Linked DNA regions of Sus scrofa: regions 1 and 2 are each linked to region 3. A link is a contact called in public HiChIP or PLAC-seq data. All regions are on one chromosome and are shown on one strand. Each heading gives the region's core, a stretch centred on a gene start, on an enhancer-like site or on the middle of the called end of the contact. The rest is flanking DNA. Distances are from core to core; before and after follow the strand shown. Region 1 overlaps SMAD7 (SMAD family member 7). Region 2 overlaps CTIF (CBP80/20-dependent translation initiation factor). Region 3 overlaps CTIF (CBP80/20-dependent translation initiation factor).

The links. HiChIP or PLAC-seq counts read pairs in DNA pulled down with a chosen protein or histone mark.
Region 1: an H3K27ac HiChIP or PLAC-seq map of alveolar macrophages shows a contact between it and region 3. The contact joins two enhancer-like sites. A contact is called at or near these places in 1 of 47 Hi-C or Micro-C datasets (fetal skeletal muscle) and 2 of 2 datasets of contacts at active chromatin or transcription factors (alveolar macrophages and skeletal muscle).
Region 2: an H3K27ac HiChIP or PLAC-seq map of alveolar macrophages shows a contact between it and region 3. The contact joins two enhancer-like sites. A contact is called at or near these places in 4 of 47 Hi-C or Micro-C datasets (embryonic fibroblasts, heart right ventricle, retroperitoneal adipose tissue and 1 more) and 2 of 2 datasets of contacts at active chromatin or transcription factors (alveolar macrophages and skeletal muscle).

The regions. Positions count from the first base shown.
Region 1 is chr1:98,514,448-98,517,906 of Sscrofa11.1, reverse strand. It overlaps SMAD7 (SMAD family member 7), which reads left to right. Exons shown (of 4, transcript NM_001244175.1): 4 at 3,087-3,459. Among named protein-coding and RNA genes, the nearest start is that of SMAD7, 26 kb to the left of the region's middle. Within about 2 kb of position 1,911, at least 37 of the 83 cell types and tissues checked have an H3K27ac peak or open chromatin away from gene starts, as enhancers often do. A contact at or near this core is called in alveolar macrophages, where this site is marked.
Region 2 is chr1:98,410,177-98,413,782 of Sscrofa11.1, reverse strand. The region is part of intron 10 of CTIF (CBP80/20-dependent translation initiation factor); the gene reads right to left. Among named protein-coding and RNA genes, the nearest start is that of SMAD7, 130 kb to the left of the region's middle. Within about 2 kb of position 2,177, at least 1 of the 83 cell types and tissues checked has an H3K27ac peak or open chromatin away from gene starts, as enhancers often do. A contact at or near this core is called in alveolar macrophages, where this site is marked.
Region 3 is chr1:98,268,004-98,271,790 of Sscrofa11.1, reverse strand. The region is part of intron 6 of CTIF (CBP80/20-dependent translation initiation factor); the gene reads right to left. Among named protein-coding and RNA genes, the nearest start is that of TRNAD-GUC, 42 kb to the right of the region's middle. Within about 2 kb of position 2,375, at least 9 of the 83 cell types and tissues checked have an H3K27ac peak or open chromatin away from gene starts, as enhancers often do. A contact at or near this core is called in alveolar macrophages, where this site is marked.

The DNA of each region.
Region 1 (3,459 bases), core at 662-3,161, 250 kb before region 3:
ATCAACCACCATGATACGAAGGCGCTTCCTTAGTCCTTGTAATCAGGGGGACTTTTCGGGGCGAGATCCTCCCAGCTGCTCACCTCAAGGAGGCCTGGGAAGCCCCTGGGAGCTGGGCGTCAGCACAGACCTTTGTGGGGAGATGCTAGTGGGCTGTGGGCCCAATTTAGGGAACTGATTCTCTGAAGATGTCGCTGCATGCTTCCCAGAAATGAGCCCAGACGGCAGGTCGTTCAGGGCAAAGGAGGGAGCCCTGCGTACCAGGCCCCCAGCAGCGTGCCATGTAAAAGGGACCTTCTCTCTTGCACTGGTTTTGCCTGAGAGCCTGCTTTTTGGCTCAGATAAAGTCAAGGAGGAGCAAAAGAAAAGAGATATCAGGGTGCTAGGGGGCTGCTGGGTGACATGGGGGGGGTCCTGCTGCCCCCGATTAGGGCACCAAGTGGGCTTTCAGGGGCCTTATTCACATCCAGGGACACCCACACGCTGCTGTTTATCTGGGCTGGGCCATTAACCTCAACAGCAAAAGGCTTTTTCCAGGGGATGTCTGGCAGCAAATTGCTGGGTGGACTGGCGGGCAGCACAGATGAAAGAGAAACCCGCCAGAAGGCCCCCCCCCTTCCCCTCCCCTCCGCTGGGCGACCTCAATCCTCTGCCCCCGCCCAGCTTCCTCAGCCCACAGAGGCCCCCCATCCCTTGTCTGTGGGCCTGGCACCGGGGCAATTTGATCCCTAGGACCCTGTCCTCCTCCTCCCCCTCCCCCTGCCTCACCTCCCTGCTCCAGCGGGTGCCAGGTTTCAGGGGAGCTCCATGAAACAAAGTATTGTGAGGCTCCCCCAAGGGTCTCCCGAACCTTCCTCCCAGCAACTCTCGAGTCTTCCTTTCCAGGCCAATTTGTTGTCCCGAGTTGGGAGCATAAGCGATAGCTTATATTTCCAAACACCCTCCCCGCTCAGACAGGCAGGCAGGTAAGGGCTTTCTCCTCCCTCAGCAAACTTGGCTGCCAGGACATTTTTATTTACATGGATGTTATGGGTCTTTGGTGTAGCCTTCAGAGCTGAACTCCCTCGGCAAGAGGGTTCAAAGATTGCCAGCGCTCGCGAGTTTATTAGCAGTTGATGGATACTTTGCAGAAACAAGTTAATGCCTGACGAGTCACCTTCAGCTTGGAGCCCTGGTCCCTCTCGTTTTTCCATATGTTCCCGGGTGTGTGCTTGCAAACACACACACACACAGAGCACACACTCGAAGTGCGTTCACACTATGCTCATGGACACAGCCTCTCCCACACTTGAGCTTTAGAGATGCATGGGGGACGCAGGTGACCAAGTTTCTGGTGTTGATATTTCATGGGGTTGGGGTTGAGGGGAGGAAGGACCCCTCAGCTTTCCCCATTTTTGTAGCTGTCCCAGCCGGTGGGGTGTCTAGGGGATTGCCACTCAGGGTGGGTGTTGGTGGCTGCCTCGATGGGTAGTACATTTGTACAGACTTATTCATACATAGGATGCCTCCATGCAAGACTGGCTGCTGCTTTAAAAAAAAAAAAAAAAAAAAAAAAGTTAATGGAGCTGCCTGGTTTGGCTCCCAGGCCCGAACATGCCTAGAAACGTTGGAAGGAGTTGGCATGCTGAGCTGCCCTGGCTCCCCGGCCTGCGGGGATGGCGGGATGCGGGGCCTGAGCCCTCCTCCAACCCCCAGCCGCTGTGCCATATAACCCATCATCGCTTCCAAAAATCAAAAAGGCCTAACAGAGCAAAAGACACCTCCCGCCAACCCCTGCCTTCAACCCCAAGCCCCCCAGTAACAGAGAAGCAGGAGCTTACAGGGAGGGCGGGAGGAGGGCTCTGCCGCCGGCCCTGCTCTCCCCTGCCTTTCCCCATTTTTGTTAACAAATACAAGACTTCCGGTCTCCGCCCTGCCACCACAAACCGCAGCGTTCCTGCAGCCCGGCTGGGCTCGGGAGATTTATGGCTCCCAGTCTGAGGCCTACCCCGCCGGCTCCAGCTTGAGGAAGAGTCGGAATGCCAGCCGCCGGGGCCCCCTGGCTTCCATATATCCTCCCTTTTAAAAGACCTCCAAGCGCCTGTTCAGGAAAAATCACCTTAGCAGACTCACCCCAGCCTCCCCTGCTGGCTGCCGTGGGAAGAAAGCACGTCTAGGAAAGCCGGGGTGGGGCCTCCAGGGGCGGACAGAAGAAGGAGGGGGAGGACACCCAGTCTAGATGCTTCTGGGGAGGGAGGGGGAGGAGGAGGAGGAGGGTTCCCCCCCGCCAAAGGCATGGTTGTACCCACTTGAGACACACAATCTTCCATCTGGGCCGGAGGTAGTCGGGGCTGACACCAAGTTGCATGTTGTGACTTGGCGTGTTGACAGGAGCTCACCCTTTGTGTACAGAGCTGCCGGGGACAGACACACTGAGTTGTTTTTCTATTAGGAAGATAGGTATTTTTATCCCAAGCCACCTCCATTAAAGTTTCCCCCAGACAGTGCTCCCTGATGACCAAGGCATTGATCTGAGGACTGGGTGACAAGCACAGAGACTGTTTAGCAGGTGGTCCTGGGGTCAAGGTCTGGCTGTGTCATCCCTGGGGCCTGAGCAACAGACTTCCTGAGGCCAGGTTTTCTCATGAGGATGACAAGGGGCTGGAGCAGCTGGCCTGCAAGGTTCCATCCAGTTTAAAGGACTATAATTTTAGACCTGTCTAGAAGGCCTCTCCCAGCCCTAAAAGTAAGCCCTCCAACTAAGTTACTAAGTGGTCCTGGCTTCTGATTCTGCAGGGATGGGGCTTCCACTGGTAGGGTTGGTGTCCTGGGTTCCTGATAGGATGCGGGGGAGCAGAGGGATCAGGGACCCCCATGCTTTAGAGGCCCCGCTCTTCCATCACTGGGTTAAGATCTCCAAGCCCCCCATAGGGGAACTGTACAGCCTGTGGCACATCCAGTGCCCTATCATCTCTTTCTGTCTTGCACTGAGAAACAGTGGGCCTGGCGGCCCAGGAGTGCGGATGTGCACGTCATCTTGGTTTGGGAGGAAGAGGAAAATGCCAGTCCCCATCATCACCCACCATGTCTGCCATTTTGTCTTCTAGATTCCCAACTTCTTCTGGAGCCTGGGGATCGGTCACACTGGTGCGTGGTGGCATACTGGGAGGAGAAGACGAGAGTGGGGAGGCTCTACTGTGTCCAGGAGCCCTCCCTGGATATCTTTTATGATCTACCTCAGGGGAATGGCTTTTGCCTTGGACAGCTCAATTCGGACAACAAGAGTCAGCTGGTGCAGAAAGTGCGGAGCAAGATCGGCTGTGGCATCCAGCTCACGCGGGAAGTGGATGGCGTGTGGGTGTACAACCGCAGCAGTTACCCCATCTTCATCAAGTCAGCCACACTGGACAACCCGGACTCCAGGACGCTGTTGGTACACAAAGTGTTCCCCGGTTTCTCCATCAAGGCTTTTGACTATGA
Region 2 (3,606 bases), core at 928-3,427, 140 kb before region 3:
GTATGGAAATTAAAATCTTGAAAAGATACTAGCACCCCCATGTTCACTGCAACACTATTCACAGCAGCCAAGATATGGAAACAACCTAAACGTCCATTGACAGAAGAAGAGATTTTAAATGTGCTCTTTACACACAATGGAATACTATTCAGCCTTAAAAAAGAAGGAAATTCTGCAATATGAGACAACATGGATGAATCTGGAAGACATTATGCCCAGTGTGACAGGAAGTCATGGAAGGACAATCCTACATGTTTCCATTTACACGAGCTCTCACCATTGTGCCTACAGATACACTTAAAAATCAAAGCGAGTAGATCTCATGTTAAGTGTTGTTACCACATGAAACATTTTAAAACAATAACCAAAAATTAAAAAGAGTGCATGAGACAAATATGAGGTATAAACAGGAGGGCAAGGAGGTTCATGCAGCGTCTGGTCACCAAAAGTACTCTTCGATCATTTGGAGAATCACCTTGGCAGAAACTATTTGCTCTTAATTAAAGAGCTCGTTGAAGAATAAATTATTCCTCTCCATCCCTCAAAGAAGGATCTCTGTTTGGCACATGCTATTTATGGCAAAAACAGAATCAATTCCACAAAGATCTACTTGGCTTCCACCATTGAGCAGGCACTGGGTGTGCATGAGAATAGAATAAGAGCAGCTCACGTTCTGTTTGTGAGGTGGTTAGGAACGGAGACTTGGATTCTGATATCAACTCTGCTGCCCGCTAGCTGTGTGGCTGTGAGCAAGCTGCCTGACCTCTCTGTTCTCTGGAAAATGGGGAGAAAAATCTTTAGGGTGTCACTTGAGTTAATAGACAAATGAAGGCATGAAGTGCTTTGGATAATGCCTTCCAGCATGCTATTGTCATTACTAAAAAATACCACAGGGTGATGTCAAAAGGATGGGATGCACTGCCTCCCTCGGAGGTGTACTTGGCTGGGGGTGGGGACAGGGGCACCTCCAGAGGAGGTGACCTGAGCTGGGCCTGGGAGGAGGTGTTTCAGGGCCAGGAAGACAGAGACTCCAAGGATGGGGTCCAAGATTTCAAGCCTGAGTGACCGAGAGAACATTAATTCAACTAGGTCAGAGTGTGGAAGGAAATGCCCGGGGAAGTCATTCTGGGGCAGGGTGGATCTCAGAGCTGGGTGTCCTCCAGCCTGAAGGGGCTCAGGGTCTAAGCACATGCTCAGTCTGAGTGAGCCCTGGGTGCAGTGAAAGTGACCTCCATGAGCAAGAAGTCCCCAAGACTGAGGATTTTATATCTTCCCCTGGACTTGTTCCAAAGATGGTACCAAGATGGATGGTGGGTCTCTGTTTGACTCTGGGGCATCAAGGGAGGAGGAGCAGGGGATGCCATGGGGGGTGGTACCAAAGCAGAGGATGGAGTGGACGTCTTATGATGGTGAGAAAAGGCAACTGGGATGTCCCCGCCTGGCTGCAGGGGAGCAACTGGGGTGTCCTGGGGCTGAGGCTGGGCCACATTAGGATGGGGACTGAACAGGAAGGTTTGGGGCACCACAGGCACATCCTGGGGGAGGGCTCCAGGCTTGACTTGGGATGTGCCTAGTGGGCAGCTGGAGATGCCAGCCTGGGGGTGGTTCAGAGAGTTGGGAGGACCCCAGGGCAAGGCGGGCCCTGGACATTTGGGGTCAGCCATCTGCGTGGCCCCCTGGGGAAGAGCCTAAACTTGCCCCTCATGGAGAAAGGCAGCAGCAGTGACTATGGCTTGTAGAAACTTCCTAGAGCTGGCTCAACCTGCTTTGGGGACAGGGGTCAGGCCTGCTTATGAGTGTATGAGGTAATAAGGTACAGGAGGCAGAGATGGACTCTAAGAATTCAGGGGTCTCCCCAGGCGGCCTCAAGCAGATAGCTTGGCCCACGGGATGGTGGTTTCCTCTTTTGCGAAATGATGAAAGCCACTGATGATTTAGTTACTCTTCTGGTTTACTGTCAGCCTGGTGTGGGGGGGGGGTGTCTGTGTGACCCTGTCCCAAGAGTTTACTGCAGCGAACAAGTCAGAGGAGGCTCCTTATTTCTGGCCTGTGCAGACCTCTTGGCACCTTCCGGATTTCACACCAGAAGGTTCGCACTACCTCAGGTGGCGTCAGAAGTGTCCTGACAGCCAGGGCCAGTGCTCAGCTGGGGCCCTGCTTCCTGCTTGGGGGAGCAGGTGACAACAACACCAAGAGGTGCCCAGATCACACAGAGGAAACATGTTGGGGTGATCCAGGTCACTGCCCTAGAACAGTGCTGCTCCCTGCCTGGAGGTGGGCTGTCGGGGGCGCAGGGCAACTCACCCAAGGATGGGAGGACCCCCGAAGGCCATCCGGGCCAGCCCCCTGCCTCCAAGAGGGCTGCCTTCAAAGCATCCCAAAGGGATGCAAAAAGCATAGCCATGGCCTCTCTGTGCAGCAGTTGCACTGAGGCCAGTTTGAGTGAAATCAATTTGGAAGAGGCCATTGTCTGCAGCTGAGAAACAAGTCTGAAATCAAGTACAGTTGTCAAGAAACTTTGGCGATGTGGCGTAGCAGAGGCTTAGGGGGTCACGAAACACCCAGCAGAGGTCTGTGTGCTCTGCTTTTATGTGCACCCACGCGGTCTGGAGACAACGAGCTATTTTCTGATAAATGCTTCAAAAACATTTACAAACACCCCCTCCCTTCTCTTGAATTGCTCTCTTTTCTTCCTTTCAGAAGCACAAAAAATGGCTCTTGATGGCATACCTCCCCTTTAGCTGACAATTCCCTCTCCCTGGGGTCTTTCACGGAAACACTTCTCCAAAAGCTTGTCTGCATGGGGTTCCTCACCTTCACTGACTCCCCAGCGCTGCCGAGGTAGCTTTTGCGCTCACTCCACTGACACCATGGGGTCCCTGACCTCCTTGTTGCCAAACCCCGGCCACTTCTCCGTCCCGGTCCCCTTGATTCCCCTGAGGTCGCTCCTCCTGACATCTTGGGACCAGCTGCTGAAAGTGGGAGGGGACAGCACCTGGGAGGGGTGGTCTGGCCCCGCCCCTGAGGGAGGAGCGCTGTGACCATTGGCGCCCTCCTGGCTTCTTTCCAGCCTTCTCTCCTCCACTCCCCCAGCGCACCCTATCTGGTCCCCAACACCAGGTACACGCTGACCCAACGCTCAAGCCTGTGTCGCTAGGGCCAACCTCTTCTGGATCATCAGACACATCAGACAATTCCATTGGAGCAGCAGAGGGACAGCTCCCTGGGGATGGAAAACAGGCCACCCAAACTCCTGGTTGCCATTCCCACTCTATCTGCTTCCAGCTTCCTCATCCCAGGAAACGGTGCCAGCAGGCTGGTAAAGGAGGATCCCGAACGCTCCCTCCCTTCTCTGTATCTCTGGTCAGAAGTCCTGCTGGTTCTAACACAAAGATACAACTGGAAGGCACATGGCCTTCCCCCTCCTCTTTCATGACTGTTTTGAGCCACCAGCCTCTCACTTGGACCCAACAGCTTCCACGTTTGCCCCTTCAAGTCTACCCCCTCTCATAGGGTTATTATGGGCAGGGCAAGCACTCCCCTTGACTTCTTGCTCCTTAAAAGTTTTCTGATTATCCTTATTTATTTCTTTTTCAGAGGAAATTT
Region 3 (3,787 bases), core at 1,126-3,625:
GCCTTTTCCAATAAAGGGCCAGATAGGAAATATTTCAGGCTTGGCAGACGGAAGGGGCAACATTGCAGCTACTCAACTCTGTCTTGTAGCACAAACACAGCCACAGCCAGTGAACAAACCAGTGGGTGTGGCCATGTGCCAATAAAACTTTATTTGCAGAAACAAGCTGGAAGGCTGGTCTGCAGGCCACAGTTTGCCAAATTCTAAGACCCTAACTGTGCTAGGGATAATTGAGGCTGTCATGTAAGGGAGGCAGGTACTTCTGGGATCCCCCAAAGCCAGAATGTACTTGCCCCCTCCAGCCCCAGCACCCTGCATTTGGCCCCTTCTCCGAGACTGTGGAGAAGAGTCTCACCTAGACTCGGCTGGTGACCTGCTTCCTAGGAATGGTTTTAGCTGTCCCCAACTAAGCTCCTCACCCTGAAAGCAATAATTGCTTGTAAAAAGACTCACAAAAAACAAAAATAGGCTGGCCTCACAGCGCACACTGCCTACTGCCTTTGCTACCTATGGCCTCAGACAGGAAACCATGGATCGAAGAATTCCTGGTCTCCTCCTTTATTGTATGGGCACCTATTTTTATCCTGCAGGAGGAAGCAGGAGGTGAGGGTGGGGGATGGGGGGTGGGGGAGTTGAGGAGGGGGCGCCAGGAGAGCAGAGGTTCTCTCCTAGAAGAGCATTCTGCCTCAGAGCTGGGGCAGGATCTGGAGTCAGCACGAGTTGGGGGGAGGCCATGGGAAACCTTTCCAATTAAAAAAAAAAAAGGAACAATCTCTCTTCCTCTGTCAAAGGTGTCAGTAGGGGCTCCTCTCTCCCTCTCCCCACCCCCTCCTCCTCTCTTTCCATTTTTAGTGCCTTTAGCACTAGAGAAAGAAAAAAAAAAAGATATCCATTTTCTTGTTCTTGCTTATTAAGGAAATGACATTCACCCCTCACTTGCTGTACGTGACTATAGTCGCCTAGAATTAGAAAATGGTTTTCCATCACCTCTTCCTCCTTGGCACTCCTTACAAAGGGGCGCCAGGCTGCCTGAATTCCAATCCCACTCCCCCATTTGTAAGCCATGAGATTTGGGGCCACGTATTTGATCTCAGTTTTCTTGTCCGCATGCTGACGATAAGACTAGTATCTACACTTTACAGGGCAGTTATGAGAATTCAGAAAGGACATGTGCAGACACGTAGCTCGGACGGTGTCCCCATGTGAAGGAGGCACAGGTTCTGGATGGGGTGGGGGGTGGGTGGGACAGGGACACTAGGAGTGAGTCCACTTACAGGAACAAGTGGTTCTCCTGTCATTCACCCAATATTTAAGGAGCACTGTATGAGCCCTCAGAGAATGGGACTTTCCAGTGGGAGAATGCAGACCACAAAAATAAATAAAGCATGTGTGATGCGTTCCACGAAGAGAAATAAAGGTGGGGGGTGAGGAGTACAGAACAGGGAGTTCAGGAGGCCTTACTAAGAAGGTGACATTGGACCAGAGACAACACGGTCTGTAAAAAGAGATCAGTAACGGCACACACTTCACAGACATGATGCAGCAATAGGTAAGATAAGAAAGAGAAAGCCCCTCACAGTTCCTGGAACCTAGAAGGCCAGTGTCTGCATGGCAATACAGTCATTGCTAGATACTCATTATGGGGACATCAGGAGAATGGCATGTCCTGGTTCACTGGAAAGGCAGTGGCCCCTGCATTTAAACTCAGTCCATCAAAACCAACCTTATGGTTTCTACAGGTGAAACTGCTGGGGGGAGGGAAGAATTGGGAGGGTGGGAATAACACATACACAATATATACTCACTGACTAATGAGAACCTACTCTATAACCCAGGAAAATCTACTCAATAGTTTGTAATAACTAGTATGGGAAAAAAGAATGGCTATATTTCTATGTGTGACTGACTCACTTGGCTGTACACCTGGAACTAATACAACATTCTAAGTTAGCTATACTGCAATAAAATAAAAATATAAATAAAAAAAAAACCACCTCAGTCCATCATGGCTAAGACCATACCTGGTCTACAGAAAGGTGCCCAGTCAATCCTGGTGGACTCAACCAATGAAGTCACACCCCGTGGGACCAAGAAGGGACATGAAGCAGAACTTGCGGACAAGGAACGGCCTGGGCTAGTGAGGTGGGACTTAGTTTTTACATGACTTTGCTCCTTGGCATCTCAGAATATTTTAATAATCCTTATGTCTGTGAGTTAGCATATCCTGGAAGTTTCCAGAAGACTTGGCAACAGAGCTGGCATAGCTCTAGGGAACAATAAAGTCACTCCTTCCAATCTGAAGGGCTGGGAACCAGGCTTTCAGTAGCTTCAGTCCAGTGTGGGGCAGCCCCTTCCCACCAACCCTGAGTTCACACTGCAACAGCACCACCTGCTGGAGGAACAGGGCTGCTCCCTCATTTTTATTCCTTCAAGCACTCAGTGGCTTCGTGGGTGGGGGAGTGCAGCCTGGACATCATTTTGGAGGGGAGTGATTTTCATTCTGAAAGCTCATTTGTCCCTCATATTCTTGGGGGCTTGGGGTGGTTCTCATCCTGTCTTTATTCGGGCCAAGCAGGTAAATGGGGTGATTAACCCCAAGTCTCACTTGCCCCCCTGTCAGCTGGTCTCCTGTCCTCTCCTGGGTCCTGTGTGAAGAGAGCGCTTGGACACGCTGGTATGAGGTGGCATGAGGTCAGAAATCCCACTTTACCTTTCCTGGGTTTTCCGGGCCCCTTCGTGGAGAGGGCCTTGGGCATATCCATGAGGCCAGAAATCCCACCTGACTCAGTGATGTTTCTGGTCCAGTGGGTGCACCAGGTCGACCTCACAAGAATGGGTCTACACATTCTGTACTTCACTCAACTAGGTCACTCACCAGAGGATCAGAGCAAAACGGGCCTGCCCAGGTCAGGGTGAGCTCAGAATTAACTGCAGACAGACAGAGAATTTAGTTTCAACATTTCCTAACAGGAAGGCAAAAGGGGAAATAAGTTCCTCTGGTCAGACAAAAGACAGCAGAGGGAACATTTGTCTGACAAGAGAATTCAAAGAGAAATGATCAAAATGTGTCCTTTTCGAAAGCCTGGGGCAAGACACAGGATAATTCAAAAACAGTGTCTTTCAACTGGGGTTTTGTTTAAGATGCAGAAGCCTCCAGCGCTGTGTGGGGAAGAGAAGACAGTATTTCTGCAGAGCCCTGAGGCTATGTGGCTCCTGAGCTTTGGTAAGCTGAGGAGATGCTGAGGAGAAATTGTTCAAGTCACCACACCAGAGGGGGAAGGAGCCTGGTGGGGTGATGTCTGGGCTGGAGGTTTGGGGACGGAGGAGAGGGGAGGGGAGTGCAAGGAGGGGCGGGAACCCATCTCATTCTACTCCTTTGCCCTCACACGGTCAAGTTTGTGGAGTGCCATCCCTCCCCTCAGCACAGCTTCTACCTAACCTTCTGAGGGCAGAAGCCAACACTCTGCAACCCCCCAAGCCCATACCAATGGGTGCCTTCCTGCAGGCCCAGGTGCGGCCGTCTAGTAGGGGGATGGCCACCAGCACCCCTCACTCCATCAGCAAGCACCCTCCTTGTCTGCAGCTGATAGAGGCTCAACCTCCCCGGGGCTGCCCCATGTTCCCAGGAGTCTGAGGATTGGAGGGGTGCAGAGGGTCCCCTGGAGGAATGTCAGGCTGTGCACAGCAGAGACATGTTGACCAAACAGGTGCTCTCCGTCACCTGCCTGGCCGCTTCCTTCACTGTCTCTTCCCCTCGCTTGTTGTGGAAAGAAGGGCCTGAGTCTGG